Linked DNA regions of Gasterosteus aculeatus: region 2 is linked to region 1. A link is a contact called in public Hi-C data. All regions are on one chromosome and are shown on one strand. Each heading gives the region's core, a stretch centred on a gene start, on an enhancer-like site or on the middle of the called end of the contact. The rest is flanking DNA. Distances are from core to core; before and after follow the strand shown.

The links. A called contact is a pair of places that touch in the nucleus more often than the background predicts.
Region 2: a contact with region 1 is called in a Hi-C map of skeletal muscle, with 1.9 times the contacts expected there. The contact joins the enhancer-like site here to the promoter of fgf14 in region 1.

What each region holds. Positions count from the first base shown.
Region 1 is chr16:3,610,581-3,615,201 of fGasAcu3.hap1.1, forward strand. fgf14 (fibroblast growth factor 14) reads right to left here and starts at 2,648. Exons shown (of 5, transcript XM_040200628.2): 1 at 1,714-2,648. The coding sequence starts at 1,921.
Region 2 is chr16:3,684,706-3,689,326 of fGasAcu3.hap1.1, forward strand. No RefSeq gene overlaps it. Among protein-coding and RNA genes, the nearest start is that of asmtl, 41 kb to the left of the region's middle. Within about 2 kb of position 1,861, at least 5 of the 9 cell types and tissues checked have open chromatin away from gene starts, as enhancers often do.

The DNA.
Region 1 (4,621 bases), core at 1,398-3,897:
GATCAGCGTTTTTACATTTCGCTACAAAGAAAAATACAAGCCAAGCCTGGCAAAAGTGGCAACACTTACTATTGTTTTGTAGATACTTCCAGATCATTTAGATGAACATTTGGAAGAGAAACTACATTCGGTTGGCAACACATTTTATTATCTCTTTTCAGGTCCCGAGCACTGCTCCCCTAAATCAACAAAGGTGGCAGCTGATAATGGCATGGCGCAGTGCTACGAAAACAATATGTGGAAGCCATTTATATGGGAATATTTATGAATTAAAAGTAATTCAAACCAATAAATGGGTATTTAATATGAATGTAATCTAACCTAATAATACAGTTTTTCTCTGAGGTAGCAGGCCAGAAAGGGGATATTCGACTGGTTACGTTATATATTTGCAAAGTATTTATTGTGTGTCCCTCTTAATAGGGTTGTCCCTGGAGTTTGGTGGGAGTCTTAGAAGAATCTGGAAAGATCTACAAATCCATGCAAGGACCAGCGAGGGTTTTCCCAACATTTAGCTTGCATGGCTAACGTCAAGATATCATTTATTTCACATAGAGAAATAGTGACTCTGATGTATTAAGACTAGTTCTTCCTGCATTAACAGAACAAACTGACATGCCATTAAAGGGAGACAGAATTTCATTTTTCTTGAATAAATACCATCTGAATAGTTTATTTTGTCTCCTGCAGTGCCAGCCGGGCCAAATAGTCTGACTTCAGTATGATGATCTGCTACACTGCAGATGCACTGTACCGCCGCTGAGCACATCATCTCCAGACCCTCCAACGTGGGTAACAAGTAGCCAGGACCACATGCTGTCCACCTGGGGCTCTGCTTCTATCCAGCCGACACAGCAGCAGCCTGTTGAGATAAACAACCTCAAAGCTCTGCGCGTGTTGGCCTACATCTAATTAGCCAACGCATTTAACTAATGAATGTTGCTGTGACACTCAATACGGGGCAATGGAGACGATGGCGCCGGCTCGAGTGCGGCTTGTGCGTTAGTGCGGTGGAGCGCGCGCTTTCGTTCTACGCGCCGTCCCCGCAACGCAAACGTGCACTCGAGTTCTCGCCAAGAAGCGCCGTATTTCTCCGCGCGCCGCGCGATGACTGTCGGCCTGCAGCGGCCGCGCGAGGCGAGTCCGTCTCCTCCGGCCGCCTGCAGCCCGTTTTTATGGCCAAGTGGTGATGCAGAGAAGGGGGGGGGGGCAATGCTGCTGCGGTAAACCCGCGAGTGGAATAATATGAGGGTGTTGTGTGTGTGTGTGTGGGGGGGTGGAATAAAATCTAGTCCATGCGTGTGTCTGCGCGTCGGTGCGCGCGCTCGTGTGTGAGAGCGCTATTTAAAAAGTTAGTAGATCATGGTGCCGTCCGTGGTGATAGGTGGGAGAGGGAGGGGGGGTAAGGGAGCTGGGGGGGGGGGGTTATGTGCACTGTGCACTGCGCGTCCCCAAAAACCCAGGGCTCGCCGATAGCGGAGGCACAGAATAAGTTGGCGCCCCTGCATGGTACCACTCGCTGCATCAGTAGATCTCTTACCAACACAACCATCAAACGAATAATGCAGATACACGCAGGCACGCACAAACACACACACACACACACACACACACACACACCCACACACACACACACACACACACACACAGTCTCTCGCGCACGCACAAAGCCGGTTCACAGCCAAACGGAGGCATAACGGGGATAGAGCTTACCACTTGGATTCTTGGTTTTCTTAAGACTCTTGCCACAAAGACACTGCAGCATATGCGTTCCTTTACTGAAAATGTTCCAAAGAAACCACATTGATTTGGGCGAAGAGCAATCCTGTGGCTTAAACACCCAGATATAGATGAGATCCTTGCGGTTGCATAATAACACAATTGGATCAGTTCTCCGGGACAAGGCGACCAATTGCACCATAGAAAAATAGCTATGTCCAAGTCCTACAGCGTTTGCATTTACGTGGCAGATATTCGGTGTCTGTCAGACTTCGCAACAGCGGTGTGTTTTCTTCTCCTGCCGGCGTGCAAAGGATGCCTCCTCAACTAGTCGATGATAGAAAACACACTGTGTAAATTGCATGTGTCGCACCGGGGAGGAGACGGGCCGCCGGTAAACAAACACACAACTAACGTGAGAATAGTGGAGCACGGTGGCTTTCCGCGAAGAAAACCATCGCCTATTAGTTCATCACTCTGAGGAGAGGAGGGTGGATCTGCACAGCATCAAAAGCCAAGGGAGGATGCATCCTATGCACTGACTGCTGCAGTGATAGCCACAACAAGACGCCACATTGCCGGATCCGTTTCCAATCTCTACGCTTCTTCTGTGTAAAAAAAAAAAAAAAAAAAAAAAAGAACCTGCTGCTGCTTTGGCTGGGTCAGATAACGCCGACGTCAGTTCTCATTTCCCAGGAGTCCCACACCGCAGCGCTTTCCGTTTAGGACCAAACCGCTTGTAGGGGCTTGCGTGCCCGTGGTTCCTGGCGCGTGCGTTTTCTTCGCTGTTTTCGTCGGGGGGTTGATTTCACCTCCTCGAGCCTTTCAGCACCTTCGCCACTGGCATCTCCAAAAAATAAAAAATAAAAAAGTGCGGCGCGCCTACAACAACATGTGCACGGGTGTCGTCCGACGTCGGGACCTGTGGTGGAGAGAGCCGCGGAGGAGGGGTTACATCCAAACACCCCCCCCCCCCCCCCCCCCCCCTCTCCATCACGTAGCACGTGGGTCCTGCGCCGTCATTTCAGTGATGCTGCTCCAAACACTTTTTGATGACCGGACGGATGATCAGAGTCTCATTTGTCGGCCCGAAGGCCGTTTCGACGCCTCGGAAATCACTGTGAGTGCGTGTTATTTCCACGCGTGCACTGCTCGTAATTCGCAGCCGTCGTACTCGTAGTTGACGTTTTATTTGCCCCTCGGTTCCTCGAGTAGTCGCAGCCGGTGCAGGTGTTAAGCGCCACCTGCGATGAGGACTCGCTGCGCTGGTGTCAATGCACCCTTAGCATGACGGATGCAGCACCGCGGGGTGCACAGGAGCACACAGGGGGGATTACTGGTACACAAGGACCTGAATCCATTTAGCTGCAGAATTAAAATAAAAAAATATAATCCAGTCACCTCAACAGAATTTAGAGAAAAGACAGGATAGACATTTAAGGGCAAGATAGTTTACTATTTGCCTGCTGCTGTTTTGTTTCCCTCGTCCCTGAGGACCAGGGGGCTGCTAGTGTTGTTGCTCATGACGGCTGTTTCCTCGTGACTGCTTCTCTCTGAGGATTTAAAGGTTTTTCCATCACAGACAAAGTGAGAGGAAGACATTGTCCTCCCCTGATCATGTCTTCCCTCGGCAGGCGGATGGCTGCGTCCTTGGTGGAAACTTTCACCCGAAGCGCGCACAAGAGTTGATTTGGTGTTTTTTGATATCCAACGGTCCTGCTCCTCCTCCTCTGTGTTACACATTGTTCACATCTGGGATTTAATGATCTTTCAGCGTGACCCCCCCCCCCCCCCCACACACACACACACACAAATAGAAGAAGTCTGTGTGTCTGCCAGTGTTTGGAAAGGGAAAAAATGAGCTACTCATAGCACCTGTGATCGGGGTCAACACTATATTAGCGTTGACCCCGATCACAGGTGCTAGATACTGTTTCGTAGTAAGCCATCTCCGTTAGACTGCACTACAAAGAATACTAAATGAACAGCGTTATGTCCCCACACAGAAAAAACAACCTGTTTACAAAGCTTATTTTTTAAAGTAGGTCTGTGCTAACACGGGAATAGAGCATCAGATGAGCCGATTGACTCCAATTTTCCATATGACCTCCAAAACCATCATATGTAGCATGCATCTCTGCGACATGTGTGACATTCAAATGATCTATTTTTTATCATTACATCCTTTCTTTGACAACTGATGACACGTTACAGTTGACTAAAAGCTTTCTGATCCGATGCAACGTTGAGTGAGCAGAAGGCCGAGGGTTCGGGCCAACGACGTTCACCACAGTACAGGAAGCTCCATGCCGGACTGGAGGGGTCCATTAACGGGGGCGGGGGGGTTCGTCGTGTGTCCATCTTGGAAATACGCCATTAATGAACTTCAATCACCTAGTTTCCTGGTGCCCAGGTCGTTACAGTTTTCTGCAATAACTGGTTCCTCGGGCATGTGGGCCACAAAAACGAAATGCCTCCTGATAGCACCACATTGTAATTTATTGCCAAAGTTAGTCGTACATGGGATTTGACATGGCGTTTGGTGCATAACATTGGACAAAAAGACCATTAGTCTTACAAAGGCCAAACTGTACAGAATGATTGGTTTTTAAGAGGCGACCCTAACAACACACAACTGGTCAGACACCAGGTGAGGGGTATTTTAGTGTCCCGGCAGGTCAGGTTGGAGCAGTGCACCGCAGGCCCCCCCAGCTCTCTCTCCACGGAGGCGTCTGGTGTCAGCCTCCCTATCGATCGGTGCCGTGATGTAAAGCACCATCGCACCCTGGAGGATATCGTCTGACGATTTTGTCAAGTATCATTAGAATACTTCGTTTTGATTGCCCCGGCAGCCGCCTGGCAGGAAGTGGCTCCCTCAAGAGTTTTTAACGGCCTGTTTTCT
Region 2 (4,621 bases), core at 611-3,110, 73 kb after region 1:
AGAAAAGAGTTGAGTTGAGTTACAGTTAATTGAGGGATGCCATTAACAGACCGTGAAAGATTTTGGAAAACAGTTTTAGAACTAAATCGTCTGTGCAGCTAAGGACAGCGGACGTGTTAAGGGGGTCACTGGAAATCGTTTTCCTCGGGTCTCTTCTTGAGCCGGATCAGCTTTCCACGGACTAAGAGAGGAAAAACACACTGTTGTTTGTCTTGACAAAGGAGGCAGGAGAAGCTGTAGTTGTAATCCAAGATGGCAAAGGTGAAATATCAAAGCTCACAGTGACTACGTCCGCTTCTTACCCAATGTTTGTCATCGCTAGTCACATAGTCTTGGTGCGTGTCAGGTGAATTTTTGCTTTCAGACGTTTTAACCTCGACCCAAATGGGAAGTTTCCCCTGCAGGGTCTGCTGGTTGTCGGAGCGTGCCCACTTCCTGTGGGTACAACCACGCTTCCTGTTTGGCTGGTGGGCTCATCTGGTGCAGTCCTGTATGACTCACTGAGCAGCATTGTGTCTGCATAGGCTCCTGTGTGTGTGTGTGTGTGTGTGTGTGTGTGCCTGCCATGCAGACCATAAAGCTGTCTTAACTTTAGCAGTGATTAATACACACATCACTTTCTAAACGCTGCCTGTTCTCCAGCCTCGGCCTCCACAGAGCAGACCAATGTTTGCCTTTCCCAGAGAACCCTCCCCTTCAAGACGAGCGCGGGGTCACAGGGAGAAAAAGAGCATTCTTTAATTTGATGATTAGTCCATGGACTCTTTTGGGGGTGAAAGAAAGGGATTGGCCTCATTAGCCGTAATTGTCTAATTGCCTTTCATCTAAATGGCATGTAATTTTCACTTCACGGATTATACAAATACCATAAATGCACCTCTGTGTTATTTGTATATCTTAGCCAAATAGCAATAGCAGAGTGTGTTTGAATAGGACTGGAGAAATGGACCGAAGGGGGGACAGTGACAAAGAAAGGACTTTTTCTTCTAATGATGTCTGCATAGAGGATCAGGACTCTACCGCTTCATGCTTTCACCACCTGTTAAATAAATTCATATATTTGTGTCTGATCAATTATTTTTTACTCTTGGTTTGTTATGGTTGGATGGCTCTGACTTTCCTACTGATTCTCTTGGAGGAATTGGTTAGTTTTAATACGCTTCATCGTGGCAGTTTGGGATGAAACAGCAACATCGTTGATGGATCCTGATTTTCCTTCAATCATAAAGTTACAAACTGCCATTTGCGGAACATATAACTGAATGAGCCCTTTGAATAGATCTCCTACCACAATGTACCTTGGGAGTCACGGCCCGTTTTTCCCCTCACATTTTTATGTATGCAAAAATGTAAGAAATAGAAACCAAAGAGCAAAAAAGTGGACTTGTAATGCATCTCTTGACAATTAAAAATAAATATGCCCATTCATTCTAAGTTAACGAGATACTTATCCTGGATGGTGTAAGAAGTTTAAATTGGGTTATATTTTAGGGTTGGATAATGTTGGCTCCAGATCTCACAGCATGCCCGTCCCTGGCCCGTCAACACTGCTGTAAGACTCTTAGTACGAGCTCAATAAAGATATGTTTCCCCTACATAGTAGCTGGGGGAGACGGGGGAGACGGGGGGGACGGGGGGGGGGTAGTTTGCATTTGCACAGAAAGGAACAGATCAGCTTGTCTCTCTTTTTCCGCCTCACTTGTGTTGTCTCTGCCACAGGAGGCATCAACCCTCCGAAGGAACAGGCGCTGTAAGTGAGCAGTCTTTCCTTTACCCCCTCCCCCCCCTCGCCCCCCCGCCACACACACACACACACACACACTTAGCAATGCCGGGCCACCTGCCAGCGCGGGCCTGTCCTTTGTGTTGATGTCTGTATAAGCCTGGGATTCTGTTAACCCGGCTCCCCAGGGAGGGCCGACACTGCTGTCGGCCGTCCGGCTGCTGATGGACTGGATGCTTGAGCAGGATGACACACGGGCGGGTCGGTGACAGGAAGAAATGCGTCTCCTGTGATCCATGCAGATATATACAGCGGCGTTCAGTCGCTCAACACTTTCCTTTGACTTTAGTTCATCAGTGTCTCATAGAAAGCTCGTTCAGAGAAGAGGAAACGTGATACTGTGGGTTCGTACCAACATTCTACCGTTCTCCTTTGACAGATGGTGTAGTGGCTGAACACTGTTATTTCCCAAAAGGTGAAAAATAGCTTATTTTCTTGCAATTCAACAACTGCTTTCAGATCTGCGAAAGATGTGTGAAAAAATAATCACTGTTTAACCTTTGTGATGAGAGGTGTCCGTTACTTAGCAACTCCTATATTAATCAATGGAAGATTTAATGGATTAATATAGGATCTAATCTGTATATCTAATCTATTTAGGATCTGTCAGTATCACAAAAGCAGATCATTTGATCCCATATAAAGTTATAATTTGTGTAGGACTGTTATATTAGACTGCAGTAGTTTTAGCTGGGTGTCCCAAATAAACTGTGTGTACCACCGTTAAGTATTTGTCAAATGACAGCTGCCTCTTAGTGTGTGCCTACAGATTAAGAATGATGAGAAGTGACGTCTGTCAGTGGAGCATGTTTACAAGCAGCAAGTTATACCAGCAGATCAGCATTTTTTTCATCGATTCTGAAAGTAAAGTTGACAGTAATGTTGTCTTCTGTTTCTGTTTGAAACGCTGAGTACTGACTTAACAGTCCCCAAAGCGTTCAGCTTCTGATGTGAACACAGGAGAACCGTCCCGGTCCTACTACTTAAAGCTTCTGACTCACTCCAAGAGCTGGAGACAAAGAGACAGGAAACAGTTAACAAAAATCCCCTCACCTAGAAGGATTTGAGGTTTTGCTCCATGTAAGAAGTATCGTGAGATAGTCAGGCCCAGAACTCAGCCAGCCGTTAAGTGTCCTTCTGAAACGTCATGTGAGGCAAGCCGGGAGGCTTAGATGACACATGTCAGGGCCTCATTAGTGGTTTGTGTTACTGATGTTGCGGTCAATTGTGTTATTACAGTTGTTAGAGTACAGATTGATACAGGACGTCGGCGTTCAGAGGGCTGCACGTCGACGTTTGCACACTCAAAAGACGGAGACAAGCCAGGCTTCCCCTCCTAGACCAACTGTCAAATGTGATTGCAGGAAAGTATTTAAGGGCTATTTACCCCTAAATTAAGTAGAATTATGTAATCACTGTGGATATCCTGCAGGAGTATGTACATAAGAAGTTTAATAACTTTTGCATGTCTGTATTAAGAAGCTCTCAATCTCGGATGTCTGGATGGGAAATGCGGCCCATCTGCTGAACGAGGCGGCGGGGATGGAGATGATTGCATCACAGGATCATCCATTAGTGCTGTCATCTGGAAGTCACCGTGGGACCACAGCGCGGCGAGCTGCTCGGCTCCGACCGCTTCATTTAGCAGCACGCGGCGGGTCTTCGGCAGGTCACACGGGCAGGAGGCTGGCGGTCCTCTCTTAGCAGCGCAGCCTTCAAATGTTAATTGAAACATCCGCTGTACCTCTTTTTCCCTCCAAGTACTGAGTCTGATACCCAAAGAGGGTGAGCGATTTAACAAAGCTAGTGGTGGGACTCTGAGGACAGAAACTTTGGTCATTACATTTCATTTTGATGGCGCTTTTATCCAGAGCGACTTTCAACCCTAGAATGAGAATCAAGAAAGTACAATTACTTCAAGAACGCCAAACTACAAAGTGCTAAAAGTAAGTGCTATTTTAAGCAAAGTGCTACTTTTTCAAAGTATGATCAGAAGAGGTGCGCTTTTCTAATTCTTTCTCATTTTTAGCTTTTAGGTTCACAAACAAATACATTAGATTCTTGGCTGTACTTTGTGTTTAGTGCTAACTAGCAAGTGCTAGCATGTGCAGGGAAGCAGGAAAAGTTTGGGCTGTAACAAATTTTATCATCATTAAGTCTGTCTGCAACAGACCTAATTCAAGGGGCCTCCACAAGAATATAATTAAATAAGAACAACCTAACCTTAGCGTTAACGGTGCTATTAAGGGCAATACAATAGTAGCGCAAGAGAATGATGCTAATGCTAATGCGGCAGCTGCAGCTGGAAATCGGCCTCTCTGCGGTTCCCTCGTATCGGTTGCACCTTTTTGTGATGTTAGCAATGTTAGCTGCTAGCCTGCGTGACCAGCTAGCAGCTAACATTGAGCCGCGCTCAAGCAGTCGCTCATCTATACGTTGTAGGGATGATCACAACTATTTTTTTCCTATGAATAAACTGCGTCGTACATCTTAACAAAAACACTCCTAATGGGATGAAAATCTGTTGTAGTCCTCGCTATTTGTTATTCGTCGCTTGCTAAGTAATCCTTATGTCGTTTATGAATCCCGCCATTTGTGTCAAAAAAAGAATCCGGCAGCTACATTTACTTTCTTTCATCCGTTTGTCAGCTCATGAGCAGCGAGCTGCCCGACCCCCCTAACGAGCTCCTAGTGGCTGTTGACATGAATAACAAGACGTTAGTCGGCGAGTGGAGAGAAGAACAAAGACCTTCTCCTCGTTACCGCTGGTGCTTGATTGCTCCTCTGAAGACGGCTCCTAACATCATCTCATAATCCGCCATCCTCTGCTCCAGATGC